2 separate regions of the Ovis aries genome follow, and region 1 is linked to region 2. Evidence: chromatin contacts called from public Hi-C data. All regions are on one chromosome and are shown on one strand. The core of a region is the stretch at or near the end of the contact, and the rest is flanking DNA. Distances in the headings are between cores, read along the strand shown. Region 1 has its middle 33 kb from the start of TENT5B. Region 2 overlaps WDTC1 (WD and tetratricopeptide repeats 1).

The links. A called contact is a pair of places that touch in the nucleus more often than the background predicts.
Region 1: a Hi-C map of liver shows a contact between it and region 2, with 4 times the contacts expected there. The contact joins two enhancer-like sites. A contact is called at or near these places in 9 of 16 Hi-C or Micro-C datasets (blood, hypothalamus, liver and 4 more).

Annotation. Positions count from the first base shown.
Region 1 is chr2:239,906,329-239,909,378 of ARS-UI_Ramb_v3.0, reverse strand. No RefSeq gene overlaps it. Among named protein-coding and RNA genes, the nearest start is that of TENT5B, 33 kb to the left of the region's middle. Within about 2 kb of position 1,313, at least 3 of the 54 cell types and tissues checked have an H3K27ac peak or open chromatin away from gene starts, as enhancers often do. A contact at or near this core is called in liver, where this site is marked.
Region 2 is chr2:239,708,886-239,712,239 of ARS-UI_Ramb_v3.0, reverse strand. WDTC1 (WD and tetratricopeptide repeats 1) reads left to right here. Exons shown (of 17, transcript XR_009599448.1): 7 at 1,466-1,648; 8 at 2,362-2,456; 9 at 2,834-2,949. Among named protein-coding and RNA genes, the nearest start is that of TMEM222, 26 kb to the right of the region's middle. Within about 2 kb of position 1,474, at least 1 of the 54 cell types and tissues checked has an H3K27ac peak or open chromatin away from gene starts, as enhancers often do. A contact at or near this core is called in liver, where this site is marked.

The DNA.
Region 1 (3,050 bases), core at 64-2,563, 200 kb before region 2:
GTGTTCTGAAATCAGTTTTGAGCTCTGGAGACTCAGCATCAGTGCTGTGTGCATGTGCTAAGTCACTTCAGTCGTGACTCTATGGACTGTAGCCCTCCAAGCTCCTCCAAACTCCTCCAAACCCTTCAAGGGAGAGATTTTGACCACCCCAGTTCAGTTCAGTTCAGTTGCTCAGTCGTGTCTGACTCTTTGCGACCCCATGAATCGCAGCACGCCAGGCCTCCCTATCCATCAACAACTCCCGGAGCTCACCCAAACTCACGTCCATCGAGTCGGTGATGCCATCCAGCCATCTCATCCTCTGTTGTCCCCTTCTCCTCCTGCCCCCAATCCCTCCCAGCATCAGGGTCTTTCCCAATGAGTCAATTCTCCGCATCAGGTGGCCAAAGTATTGGAGTTTCAGCTTCAGCATCAGTCCTTACAATGAAGACCCAGGACTGATCTCCTTTAGGATGAACTGGTTGGGTCTCCTTGCAGTCCAAGGGACTCTCAAGAGTCTTCTCCAACACCACAATTCCAAAAGCATCTTCACAGTCCAACTCTCACATCCATACATGACCACTGGAAAAACCATAGCCTTGACTAGACGGACCTTTGTTGGCAAAGTAATGTCTCTGCTTTTGAATATGCTGTCTAGGTTGGTCATAAATTTCCTTCCAAGGAGTAAGCGTCTTTTAATTTCATGGCTGCAGTTACCATCTGCAGTGATTTTGGAGCGCAGTGATTTTGGAGCCCCCAAAAATAAAATCCCCCACTGTTTCCACTGTTTCCCATCTATTTCCCATGAAGCTAGTGCTCAATAAATAGGAGGGAGAAGACAAGGAAGAGGGTGGAGGGCAGGAAAGTTAGAGGAATGCTGGTCGGCCTCCCTCTGCCTTTGGATCACCTGGGCAGGCAGTTTCACAAATGACCACGCGGTGGCGCCCGAATCCCAGTTATTTGGTTGTCAGTTAAAAAAAAAATTTCTTTTTTTTTTCCCCTTTAACAGATGTAGCTGTTTAGCGGAGTAGCGGGCCAGAGAGGCAGGTGGGCTCCTGTGGCTTAGGATGAGTTGAGGCTGGGGTCTGGACATGGAGCCTCTTCCAGTCTCTCTCTCCCTTTGGATTTTCTCTTGGGTTTCTCTGTTCAGGTAAGCAGTCCACCACCTCACCCCTCACTACCCCGCTCCCCTCCCCTTCCAGCCCAAGCCCAAGGCTGCTTCTATGTTGGCCATGATCCTTGACTGCCAGATGATGGGCACTCTGGCCCCTCAAGCCATTTCTGCTTCCCTTTCTCATTCATTAACCGGGCTGGGCTGTCGGGGGTGGGGCATACTTAACTGAACACTTCCCGTAGGCCTCGCAGGGTGGGGAGCCAGAGGAAATGACCCTGTTCCTTTTCTTAGTATTCTGGGGGTGGGGTGGGAGGTCCGAATAGAAACCAATAGAGGCAAAGGAAAACATGCGGGAGTTACTTAAGACTTCCTTCCCATCTGTATTTTCAGCACGCGTTAAATTTTATCCTCATTGCACTGATGTGGAAACTGAGGCTGAGAAGTGTTTGGCTAAGTGCATAAATTGCCCTTCTGGCTTGCAGTATCCCGGGCTCCCTCATCAACAGGGGGTGTGGCCCACACTAAGTATATTCATAAATTCATTTAACAGCCTCTACCGAGCTCTGCAGATCCAGTGAGAATCACCCCCAGCTCCTGCCCCTGGGCACCCGCAGTCTTGAGGGAGAGACTGGCAGGGAAGCACAGGGCAGCTTGTCCTTGAAGTCAGTGCTGGGTGCAGTGGGGACCCAGAGGATGCTGTTGCTGGTGCCACCTGAACAGGTTGGGGGCATGATGGGAAGGAAGGTCTGAGAGGCTTTGTAGATTCCTCAAGAACCGAAGATCTAATAAAGCATAATTTCCAAAAAGGTAAAATCATGACCTCATACACACAAAAAAAATTAATGTGTGTCAAAGATTTTCTTTAACTCTAACTGACAAGGACCCAGCAAGGTGTTAAAAGTAGTTTAAATGAGAATGTTCTCTACTGGACTGAATTCCTTTGCGTGGTTATAAATAGGAATCATTCGCTTGCCATGGGCAGGAATCATTTGCATTATTATCTGTTTTCTACAATTTACTTCTGTCCCTACAGAGTTATAAAGTCAGTCAAAGGCAATGAAGAGCATACACCCCTAAGGATGAGCTTATCATTAGAGGACAGTTCCTTTGAAAGGACATCCAAGAATCTCTTTTGCCTTTTCCAAACTTTGTATGTTTTCCTGACTAACCCTTGGAAGGATCCATCCCCCTGGGGATCCAGGTGACCGATTTCTCGCTCTAACAGGAGTTGGCCAGTCAGTGCCCGCCAGCAGGTGGCGCTGAGGCAAATTATCAGCAACACCAAAATGAATTCTGCAACTGGGAGCTGGGGGCTGGCTTCCTAGTTTTCCACCTCTGCTGGCTTTGGGCAGTCAGGTTTCTTGTCTTGAGAATTCCACAGGGCCGGTTCTGAGTTAGCTTCCTGTGAAGTCATTCATTCACTGACTGAGTCATTCAACAAACCTGAAGTCAGCCCCACAAATGATGTTCCTGAGATTCTGCAGAGAATCAGTCCTTGTCTTTGCTTGCCTGGCTTTGCTGCCAGGATTCAGAGCCATCTGATATTCTGAAAAAATCAGAATCTCTTTACTGTACCCCAGCCCTGCCTACCCCTGCGCCCACTTCCCTTGGAAAACTCACCTCGTCAGAGGTTGAATAAAAGCTTTACTTCTTTTTTTTTTTTTGACTTAGCTCTTTTTTTTTTTTTTTTTAGTTTTTTATTTTTTTAATTTTAAAATCTTTAATTCTTACATGCATTCCCAAACATGAACCCCCTCCCACCTCCCTCCCCATAACATCTTTCTGGGTCAACCCCATGCACCAGCCCCAAGCATGCTGCATCCTGCGTCAGACATAGACTGGCGATTCAATTCACATGATAGTATACATGTTAGAATGTCATTCTCCCAAATCATCCCACCCTCTCCCTCTCCCTCTGAGTCCAAAAAGTCCGTTATACACATCTGTGTCTCTTTCC
Region 2 (3,354 bases), core at 225-2,724:
GCCTGGCACACAGAGGCACATGATCCATTTGCCTTGAACAGTCGGCCAGTGGGCATATTCTTGGGAAGGGGACCGCAGCCAGAAATAGTTAAGTGGCCTCTCCCCCTTTCCACTGACCTGCATCATCACGCCTCTGCCTCTGCTTCCCTTGTTCGTGAAATGGCCTCATTGCCTTTCCTAACTCCTTTCTTCAGATATAACCTGAGAACTTTCCCCTATCTCTACAATCTGCCCAAACTGCCTCCCTTGAGACCCCATGGGGCTTTGTGCCCTTTTCCTTTCCACAAAGGACGAGGGGTATCTAAGTCATGGAGGAACGAGGACTCAGACCAAGTCAAGTCCTGCCTCTGTCACTCGTGTCCAGGCAAGTCACTTCAGCCTCAGACCTCAGTTTCCTCATCTATAACAAAAACAGTATTTCAGGAAGAGCAATCTGGTGAGGATGGCTGAGAAAGATAAGCGAACGATGAAGAGATTATTGCAGGTGTTTAGGCGGAGGTGGGTGAGCACAGGGGTGATGCCCCTGCCATTTTCTGGATGTGCCTGCATCCTAGAAGCAAACCAGGTCCCCGGTAAAGTGTGCTCGTGGTGGGTGGGTGCTTTGGCCTGACCTTTACCATTGGCTCAGATGGCGAAGAATCTGTCTGCAATGCAGGAGACCCAGGTTTGATCCCTGCTTTAGGAAGATCCCCTGGAGAAGGGAACGCCTCCCCACCCCAGTATTCTGGCCTGGAGAATGCCATGGACAGAGGAGCCTGGTAGGCTACAGTCCTTGGAGTCCCAAAGAGTTGGACATGACTGAGTGACTTTCACTTTCTCTTTACCATCTGGATGGGACTTGGGCTTGTTCTGGGAGTTGGCGTTTCTGGGAAGCTCGTAGATGATCTCAAGATTGTCTTTTTCTGTCACCTCTGTACTTCTTTCGTTTCCTGCAAGAAACTAGGTTAAGAATAGAATTAAGAATTAGAATCAAGGAGCAGAGCAGAGTGGTTAAAACGCAGTCCTCCCAGCTCTGCACCATCCCAGCACTGCACTTACTGCGGTGTCATCCAGGCAAGTTATTGAACTTCTTTTAACTTCTAGTGGTACCTAGGGATAGTGTGAGAATTTAGTTAGATAATACCTGTGTAACACTTGGGAACAATACTGGACACCAAGCAATGTCTCATGAAGTGTTAGTACTCAGTAGTAATAGTACTTAGTGGCAATAATATTGATATCTGTTAAAAAATAAATAAAAGGGTTCAGTAGTATCTACCTTAGGGAGTTCTGTTAGAATAAAAAGAATGTGTGAGAAGCCTACTACTTGGCATTCAGAGCACTCAAGATATGGGAGTAGTTTTTGACATTCTACTTACAAACAGATCCAGAACCCCTCCCAGTTCCTTTGCACTCCAGGCCTTGGCTTCTCCCCTGCCCTCTGCCCACGGACGCAACCCCCAACCTGTTGTGTCCTCTCTCACAGCCAGTATGACCTTCGGGAGAACAGCAAACACTCGGAAGTGCTGATCGACCTGACAGAGTACTGTGGCCAGCTGGTGGAGGCCAAGTGCCTCACTGTCAACCCCCAGGACAACAACTGCCTGGCCGTGGGGGCCAGCGGGCCCTTTGTGAGGCTCTACGACATCCGCATGATCCACAACCACAGGTAGGAACACGCGGCAAGTCCCTGAGAACCTGCTGCCCCTTACCCTCATTGCCAGGCCCTCTTCTCTTTGAGGGGGGTTTTTTTTCATTCTGTGATTTTTTTTAAAATAATTCAATCTGTGCTTGTTTTTATGAGAAGTGTATTAAAGAAATTACTTTTACTCCATTACCTGAAAGAAATCCCGGTGTATAATAGCTTCTGTGCATACGTAGTGTACATAGTTACCATCTTATACATGTAAACTCCTTTATTTGTACATACAATTTTACTTTATTCTTTTTTTAAAAAAAAAAAGTATACTCAGAACCTCCAGAGAAGTCCCAGACCTGCGCGGCCCGCCAGTCTGGGTTTTCAGTGGACTCCTGGGACAGGTGTACGAACTTCTGGCCTGCGTTACTTTCATTTGTGGATTGGATGACTGTTGTTACTCTTCACACACTACATGACTTAGAGTAGGCCACGAGCTTTAGCTTCCTCATCTATAAAATGGGAGTAATAGGGTGGCCACGAACCAAAGACTGGTAGGCAGGGCCACTGCGATGGGTGTGTCCATAGCTCTCTAGTTGGTTGACTTTTGGGGGTGCTCAGGTAAGAAAGAAAGGTACCTCTTCGCATATCTCTCCAGGGATACAAACAGGTTTTTCCCAAGGAAGTGTGGTCCAGCCAGGAGTCCTGATCGGCATTATAACCTATTTTGTTTGCCTTGCCACCAGAAAAAGCATGAAGCAGAGCCCTTCAGCAGGTGTACACACCTTCTGTGACCGGCAGAAGCCCCTCCCGGATGGCGCAGCCCAGTATTACGTAGCAGGTAGGGCTCAGCCCAACTCTGGCCCTAAACTCTTGGTGGGGTGCTGATTGTCTCCAGAGCAGTGCAGGGAGGCAGTGGTGACCGAGAGTCAGACAGACCTGCATTTAATCCTGGTTACCATCCACCAGCTCTTACGTGACCTTTGGCAAATTTCTCACCCTGGAGGAATCTTAGTTTCTTTTCTGTAAAATGGGGTTACGATGACTCAGTGAGATAGTGTTTAACAGTTGGCCCACTTCATACAGTAAGGGCTCAACACTTAGAGCTGCTTTTCTGGGGAAGATGACTGGTCACTGGGAAGGCTGACTTCTCACAACTCCCTGCCCCTTTGCGGAGGGACCAGAAGCCTCCCACGCGGGTACCTCTGCTCCCTGCAGGTCACCTGCCAGTGAAGCTGCCTGACTACAACAACCGTCTGAGAGTGCTGGTTGCCACGTATGTCACCTTCAGCCCCAATGGCACAGAGCTGCTGGTCAACATGGGGGGCGAGCAGGTACGGCTGGCCGCCCGAGGCGGCACCCCCAACCCCCGCCCCCATATCCGGCAGCCAGGGCTGTGCCCGCCACATCCACTTCCATGAGGCAGACAAGAAGCCTCGCTGTAAATGGCGTTACTGTGAAAAACCGAAATGCCGTGGCACCACTGGAATTCCCAGAGAAGTACCCTGCTCTTGAGTGTAAGCTTTAGAACTGACAGACCTGTCTTTAGTCACTGGCCTTTTATTTATGAGCTGTGTGCTGAGACTTTGAACACCTCTCTTCATTTTCCTGAACTTTGGTTTCCTCATCTGCTGCTTTCCTAGGAGGAAATCTGTGGCTCAGAGCATGCAGCCGGGGTTCTGTTCAGGACCAGTTTTGGGAAGTCTTCTTTGATAATGATCGGTTGCTAAACCTTCTGT